Regions from separate parts of the Sus scrofa genome. Here region 2 is linked to region 1. A link is a contact called in public Hi-C data. All regions are on one chromosome and are shown on one strand. Each heading gives the region's core, a stretch centred on a gene start, on an enhancer-like site or on the middle of the called end of the contact. The rest is flanking DNA. Distances are from core to core; before and after follow the strand shown.

Region 1 (3,487 bases), core at 365-2,864:
GCCACAAACTCTTGTTGCATGCATCTCTCCTTCACCTTTATCATATACGCTGATATTATTTTTCCTTGCCTCTTTGGGGCAGTATTTCACAGTCATTTGCAAATGCAGCCACCTGCAAGGGTGAGCCAGTGAGGGCTGGGAAAACTCAGGATACCCCCCCACCCCCGATAGCTGAGGTGCATAACAAAGGAAAGATATTAGTGAGCCTAGACCACTTTGCTTTCTGCTACCTGCCCTTTGTTTGGAAAATTCCTGTGTATCCTAGCTCCCTCCTCGCCTTCTCTGAGCGGCTTCTCAGAGCTACCTGGGATGCTGTCTTCTGGGCTTAAGTCCTAATTTTGCCCCAAATAAAACTTAACTCTCAACTTTCAGGTTGTGTTTTTTTTTTTTTTTTTTTAAGTTGACAACTGCTAGGCCACCAGGGAACTACCCTGGTTCTTTCTTTTTAACAATAATAATAATTTGAACCTAACTGAGTTTTTGGCTGATGGAGTACTGGGCATGAAGAGGCATGGCTTGGAATCTCAGTTCACAGACCAGGGACCACATTGGATCAAACCTCTGGACCACAGTCCAAACCCCTGGACCACAAGGGGTCCCCCCGAAAATAATTTTTAAAGAACAATCTCTAGGCAATTTTAGCATATAACTTGGAAAGAGTTTAAGGAATTGACTGACACTGCCAATGACACATCTTTCCATTTTCATCTACTTATATAAATGAACAAGCTTTCTCAGGACTTAACATCAACTGAAAACAAACAAACAAAATAGGTCCAGAAATGATGGAAAGCCCTGTTTCAGTTAGCAATGTCCATCCATAGAGACATGGATAGTTAAAAAACCCCCATACAGCTTCTTTTATTTTATATATATATATATATATACACACACACACATATATATATATTTTTCTTTTTTAGGGGTGCACCCGCAGCATATAGAGATTCCCAGGCTAGGGATCTAATCAGAGTCACAGCTGCCGGCCTATGCCACAGCCACAGCAATGCAGGATCCAAGTCACATTTTCGATCTACACCACAGCTCACAGCAACGCCAGATCCTTAACCCACTGAGCGAGGCCAGGGATCGAACCTACGTCCTCATGGTTCCCAGTCGTAATCGTTTGCGCTGCACCACAACGGGAACTCTGCTGAGGGCTTATTTTTTATATTTTACTTAGGTATTACCGCTAAGGTATTTAAATTCCCCTGGATCCATTTGAAAGATTAATAGTATTGCTTCAAAATGCCAATATTTGCATTAGGAATTCCATCTTTTGCAACTCTGTATGATGAAAAATTTTGTGAACGAAATACATGGGGAGTCAATTTTTTGAAGTTATTTTATGTATATGAGTAAATACCTTAGAAGATCACCGCTGAGCGGTGCTTTTTTTATCTAGAAAGTTGCCTAAATTCGGACCCTACATAGCGCTTAGTCGGAAAAGAGTGAAGACATTTCGCTTATACTTTTGCCCTGCCTTGAACAATCGCATTGAATCAATCCCGTTCCGCCTCCTTGCCCGTCCCCAAGCCTGTAGCAGTCGCTTGCCACCAACAGGTGGCACACGTTAGCAGGCTCTAGGGGGCGGGCCCCCGAGCACGCCTCTCGGTAGCCCAGTGGTGTCTCTCGGCTTCCGTTGCGCATCGAGCAAGATGGCAGCCTCCGAGACGGTTAGGCTACGGCTTCAATTTGATTACCCGCCGCCGGCCACCCCGCATTGCACGTCCTTCTGGCTTCTCATCGACTTGAACAGATGCCGATTTGTCACGGATCTCATCAGTCTCATCCGCCAGCGCTTCGGCTTCAGTTCTGGGGCCCTCCTGGGCCTCTACTTGGACGGGGGGCTCTTGCCCCCAGCCGAGAGCGCGCGCCTGGTACGAGACAACGACAGCCTCAGGTGCGCGGGCGGGCGGGCGGGGCGGGGGCGCGGGGCGTCGGGGACGCGCCTGCGCACGCCCGAGGCGCCTCAGGCCTCTGGAGACCGTCAGGGGAGGGGGGGGGTGCCGGTTTGGGTGGCTGTCAAAGTGCACTGCCCCCAGAACCCCGGAGATTCTGATTGGTCTAGTCTGGTATGGGGGGCTCAGGAGTCTGCACTGTAACGAGCATCCTTCCCCAGGATGCTGCTGGTTCTGGAGGTTGTTGGACCAAACTTGGAGAAACCTTGATCTTGGGTTTGGGCAGAGCCTGCGTTCTTCGAGCTTTGGTTTAGTAGATGCTTCCTTCGCTAGGCACTGTGTTAGGCGTGCGGGGGTGCCTTCCCCTGGAGGCTAGCAGGGTCAGGTGCCTGAGACCCAAGCAAAAGGACCAGCAGTCTTGTTTTCGTCACCACGTGCGGCTCGTCCAACCTCAGTGCTCACGCGATACACCCCCCCCCCCCCCCGCAGACTGGTTGTGTGTCATTCTGGGTCTTACCTGGGTTCCCTTAAATAGGTGTTTGGGACCCTTTTGGGTCAAAATCGTTTTAAATATGCCTCTGGAAATTTGTTAAAAATGACACTGAGATGAGTATCAAGGAGCAGCTGTGGTATAAACTGCCTGCGTGTGATTGGTTTGTCTCAATAAAATGGTGAGACACGATCATTTCAGTTCGGATTCAAATCTTGGATTGATTTATTCAGGGTTGTTTTTAAAGCTTCAGCTACGTGAAAAAAATTCTAGAGCTGTGAACCAGGCTATTTCCTCCCTATGTTAAAGGCTGCGTATTCCTTTCCCCAGAGCATGTTCAGATTCCTAAGATTTCTTCAGAACATCAGGGAATTTCATTTCAAATAATTACTACATCTTTGAGTCTATGTGTGTATCTTTCTTTTAAAATCAGGTACACTATGATTGTCTAATAATGTTTAGGTGTTTCCAGTGACAATTTGAAGTAGTCCAAGTTTCAAAAAGTTCTTTTTCCTTCTAGTTCCCTGTGGAATAGGTTTTCATTCCCTCTGCAGTTCAGGGGCTCTTTAAATATTACAGTTGTAAGGACTGCAATGTCTCCTGTTTACTTTCTGATCTCCTGCCTAGTGAATTAATGACTTACCAATAACCAGCTGCAGTTACACTTCAATTCATGAATCCTCTAGACATGACACTCTTTATGATTAATGATGTCAAAAGCACACCTTGAAGGCTGTTATAAGAAATAAATACAGCATAATGGCAGGCAGAATTCCTCCTGAACACCAAAATGCAAACTTGCATATGTCAAGAAATACCCGTGCAACTGGCTTCAGTAAGGGCAAGTCTTAGGAGAGGTTGCACTTGGAAGTTTTGTGTGTTTTTGTGGTTTGGTGTCCCCAGCCACTCACTGTCTTCCCGACAGACTCACTCTTCTTCAGAGCTACGGAAGGAAAACACTCTTTTCTCTGGAAAGTACTTAACATTGTTGGAATAGATCGAAAGAACCAGTGTTGTGTTTCCGTATGCTATCTTCTTGTGTCGTATGGACACTGCATAATTAAACCAGGTTTTGCTGCTAGTGGGGAAGATGGTT
Region 2 (4,077 bases), core at 77-2,576, 86 kb before region 1:
ATTTTTTTTTTTTTTTTAATGACCACACTCGAGGCATATGGAAGTTCCTGGGCCAGGGGTTGAATCCGAGCCACAGCTGCAACCTACTCCCCAGTGCTGGATCCTTTTATACAGGACCAGGGATCAAACCTGTGCCTCCTGAGCCACTGCAGTCTGATTCTTAACCCACTGCACCACAGTGGGAACACCAATGAATAATTTTTTTAGTATAGGTATATCCCATGCAATACTTGGGGCATTCTAATACTAAAAAGTTATCCATTATTTATCTGAAATTCAGATTTAACAGTTGTCCGGTATTTCATCTGGCAACCTCTCTTGTAATTGATAGTGGAAGGATGCTGTCCTGAGCCCAGGGCATCTAAATAGCTGGTAACTCAGAGAGAAAAGCTCCATTTGACCAAGGTGGGACTGGTCAAAAATCCCCCTAAAGAGATAGGAAATTTCACAGTCCTCCCCCTACTCCTCCACTGCCCTATTCTTCCTGGTGGACAGAGGCTGGCTTCTGAATCCCTCTCTGATTTCACAGCCTCAAAACGAATCCAACCTAAAAGATTCATCTACTTTTTTGACAGGTCCTGAAAGGGACGAAATAGAGCCCATTTTCTTTTTTCCATTTTAGGGCCACACACGTGGCATATGGAAGTTCCCAGGCTAGGGGTGGGGGGTTGAATCAGAGCAGCAGCTGCAGGCCTGCAACACAGCCACAGCAACGCAGGATCTGAGCCGCATCTGCAGCCTACACCACAGCTCATGGCAACACTGGATCCTTAATCCACTGAGCAAGGCCAGGGATCGAACCTACAACCTCATGGTTACTAGCCCGGTTCGTGACCATTGAGCCACAACAGGAACTCTGACCTGAGGTACCCTAGGAGTGAGTTTTCCCTCGCACTTTTTTTTTTTTTTTTTTTTTTTGTCTTTTTGCCATTTCTTGGGCCGCTCTCGTGGCATATGGAGGTTCCCAGGCTAGGGGTCGAATCGGAGCTGTATCCACCGGCCTACACCACAGTTCACAGCAACTCGGGATCCGAGCCGAGTCAGCAACCTACACCACAGCTCACGGCAACGCGAGATCCTTAACCCACTGAGCAAGGCCAGAGATCGAACCCTCAACCTCATGGTTCCTAGTCAGATTCGTTAACCACTGCGCCACGACGGGAGCTCCTCCCTCGCACTTTTATACACAGTTGCTCTTTGCTTTGTAACAGTGTAAGCGGCCCCTGTTACAATGGGAATCCGATTTCCATCTCCAGCAGCCCTTTAAGGAATAGAAAAACCCCGCTTGCTCAGATATGTATCAGATGGCAAGATGATCTCATCCTGTGCTGTCCTTCTCAGAGTTTATTTTGGGTGTAACACAGGTGAAGAATATGGTAGTGAGCCAGACTGTGATTCCAACTGTGCCAAAGGCAAAAAAGGTCATATGACCCTTGTGTCTGTACTAGAGACCTCTGTACCTGCCACGACAGGTGCCTACAGCTGGCACATAGCGTCCCACTCACCACAATTGTTTTTTATTTTCATTTTACTTATTGCAAGATATCTGATATATACAGATGCCTAAATAAAGACCTATGCACAGCTTCACATATTGTTATAAATTGAACACCCACATAACCACCAACCAAATCTCCAGGGCACTCAGCCCCCCAGAACCCCCCCACCCCAAGTCACATTCCCCTCCCGCAAATCAACTATACTTCCATTTAAAGAAAGAGAAAGAAGTAGAATAACGGGCAGACTCTTTCTCAAGGCTTAGAGGTTCTGCATGAACTGGCCCCTCCCCCATGTCTAGCTTGCTCTTGTCTTAGGACCATCCTGCACACCATCCCGCAGGCACTCTCTGGGTCCGGAGCTCTCCTCCGCCCATTCTGTGCATTGCAACCTCCTCTTCCTCCTAAAAATCTGAGCCTCAACATCACCTGCGAACTGCCTTCTCCAGCAAGTTCCATCATGCACCACATCCACCATCACGCTCAACCACCACATGCATGTCATAGCTTTCGCTGCATGTGTCTTCACTTTGTCAGGATGAATTTGTTTGTTTATGGAAGGTTTTTTCTGTTGATTTCAGTTTCTTCTCTTTCTTTTGCTTTTGTCTTTGTAGGGCCGCACCCACAGCAAGGGGTTGAATTGGAGCTGTAGCCCCTGGTCTATGCCACAGGCACAGCAATGCCAGATCCGAGCCATGTCTGCAACCTACACCGCAGCTCACAGCAACGCCGGTTCCTTAACCCACTGAGTGAGGCCAGGGATAAAACATGCGTCCTCATGGATACTGATCAGATTCATTTCCGCTGAGCCACAATGGGAACTCCCTGGTTCCAGTTTCTTTTTTCTTTTTAGCTGCAGTTCAGCGGCTCATTGTAGGATCTCAGTTCCCAGACCAGGTGTTAGACCCAGGTCATGGCAATGAAAACACCAAGTCCTAGCCACTGACCACCCTGTTGCCGTTTCTTTGAGGGCAGAGGTCCTATCCCTTTTGTTCAGCCAGTGCCATGCCCAGTGCTGGGTTCAATACAGTATTGATAAACATCTATTGGATGAACCTTCTGGCTAAGAATATCACCTTTCTTGTTAACAATTATTTCTCCCCTATTGCAAAAGCCATATTTTCATTGTAGAAAAGATTAGAAAGTACAGACTTTCAAAAACGTCATCTCGGGAGTTCCCACTGTGGCTCAGCAGAAACAAATCTGACTAGTACCCATGGGGATGCAGGTTTGATCCCTGTCCTCGCTCAGTGGGTTGGGGATCTGGCCCTGTGGTGAGATGTGGTGTAGGTCACGCATGCGGCTTGGAGCCCATGTTGCTGTGGCTGTGGCATCGGCCGGCAGGTGCAGCTCTGATTGGACCCCTAGCCTGGGAACTTCCATATGCTGCAGATGTGGCCCTAAAGGGCAAAAAAAAAAAAAAAAAGAAAGGAAAAAAAGAGTCATCTCCTATTTAGAGATAGCTGCCATTAACCTTCTGATGCATAGGTTCTAGTCTAGGGCGAGTTCAATGCATCTCTACTCGCATATATAGGGATATGTAGGCTCCTACGTCCTTCAGCTTTCTCTGGTTACTCTTTCAACAGCCAAACAAAATGTCTCAGTCCCCAGGCCACACACTAAGGGACATCAAGTTTTCTGGAGGGGCTGTAATGGGACCTGACATCCTGGCGTTAACATTACAGAGGGTGGCAGTCAGTGACCAAAGCCTTTGGGGACCTGCCTGGAAGGGGAGGAGGGACAGCTAACAGGGAGACCCACCCGAAGCTGGAGGAAAAGGGGAGACATTTGCCTCATAATAAACGTGTTTGATTTAGTTCATTCCACCTTAGTCAATTTAGTTTTCCTAGCAGTCTCAAAACAACCTTTATCATGGAAACCAACCCCATCATATTTCAACCAACCTGCCCAGCAAGATGCAAAGAAGAGGCCAACTGGGTTTCCAGACCACACACAGGGAACAATTCTCACTGAGTGAGTTTAGCTTAACTTCAGTCAAACTTAACCACATGTGAGAAAAATCTGATGTCCTAGGAGACCCCAAAGCTGTTTAGAATATGTGCGTAGGAGTTCCCATTGTGGCTCAGTGGTTAATGAACCCGACTAGCATCCATGAGGATGCCAGTTCGATCCCTGACCCTGCTCAGTGGGTTAAGGATGTGGTGGCATTGGAGTTCCTGTTGTGGCACAGTGGTTAACAAATCCGACTAGGAACCATGAGGTTAAGGGTTCAATCCCTGGCCTTGCTCGGTGGGTTAAGGATCCAGTGTTGCCGTGAGCTGTGGTGCAGGACGCAGACACGGCTCGGATCCCGAGTTGCTGTGGCTCTGGCGTAGGCGGGGGGCTACAGCTCTGATTCGACCCCTGGCCTGGAAACCTCCATATGCCGACAGAGCGGCCCTAGAAAAGGCATAAAGACAAAAAAAAAAAAAAAAAAAAAAAAAAAAAAAAAAAAGGATGTGGTGGCATGATACTAAATTGCTGTTAGAAGTAATGGTAACAGGGAGTACCCTCTGTGGCTCAGTGGTTAACAAATCTGACTAGGAACCATGAAGTTTTGGGTTTGATCCCTGGCCTTGCT

What was found. Hi-C and Micro-C count contacts between places; a contact is called where the count stands out from the background.
Region 2: a contact with region 1 is called in a Hi-C map of skeletal muscle, with 8 times the contacts expected there. The contact joins the enhancer-like site here to the promoter of COIL in region 1. A contact is called at or near these places in 1 of 5 promoter capture datasets (liver), 23 of 47 Hi-C or Micro-C datasets (adipocytes, alveolar macrophages, blood and 13 more) and 2 of 2 datasets of contacts at active chromatin or transcription factors (alveolar macrophages and skeletal muscle).

What each region holds. Positions count from the first base shown.
Region 1 is chr12:33,252,484-33,255,970 of Sscrofa11.1, reverse strand. It overlaps COIL (coilin), which reads left to right and starts at 1,614. Exons shown (of 8, transcript XM_003131625.6): 1 at 1,614-1,903. The coding sequence starts at 1,659.
Region 2 is chr12:33,337,635-33,341,711 of Sscrofa11.1, reverse strand. No RefSeq gene overlaps it. Among named protein-coding and RNA genes, the nearest start is that of AKAP1, 57 kb to the left of the region's middle. Within about 2 kb of position 1,326, at least 1 of the 83 cell types and tissues checked has an H3K27ac peak or open chromatin away from gene starts, as enhancers often do. A contact at or near this core is called in skeletal muscle, where this site is marked.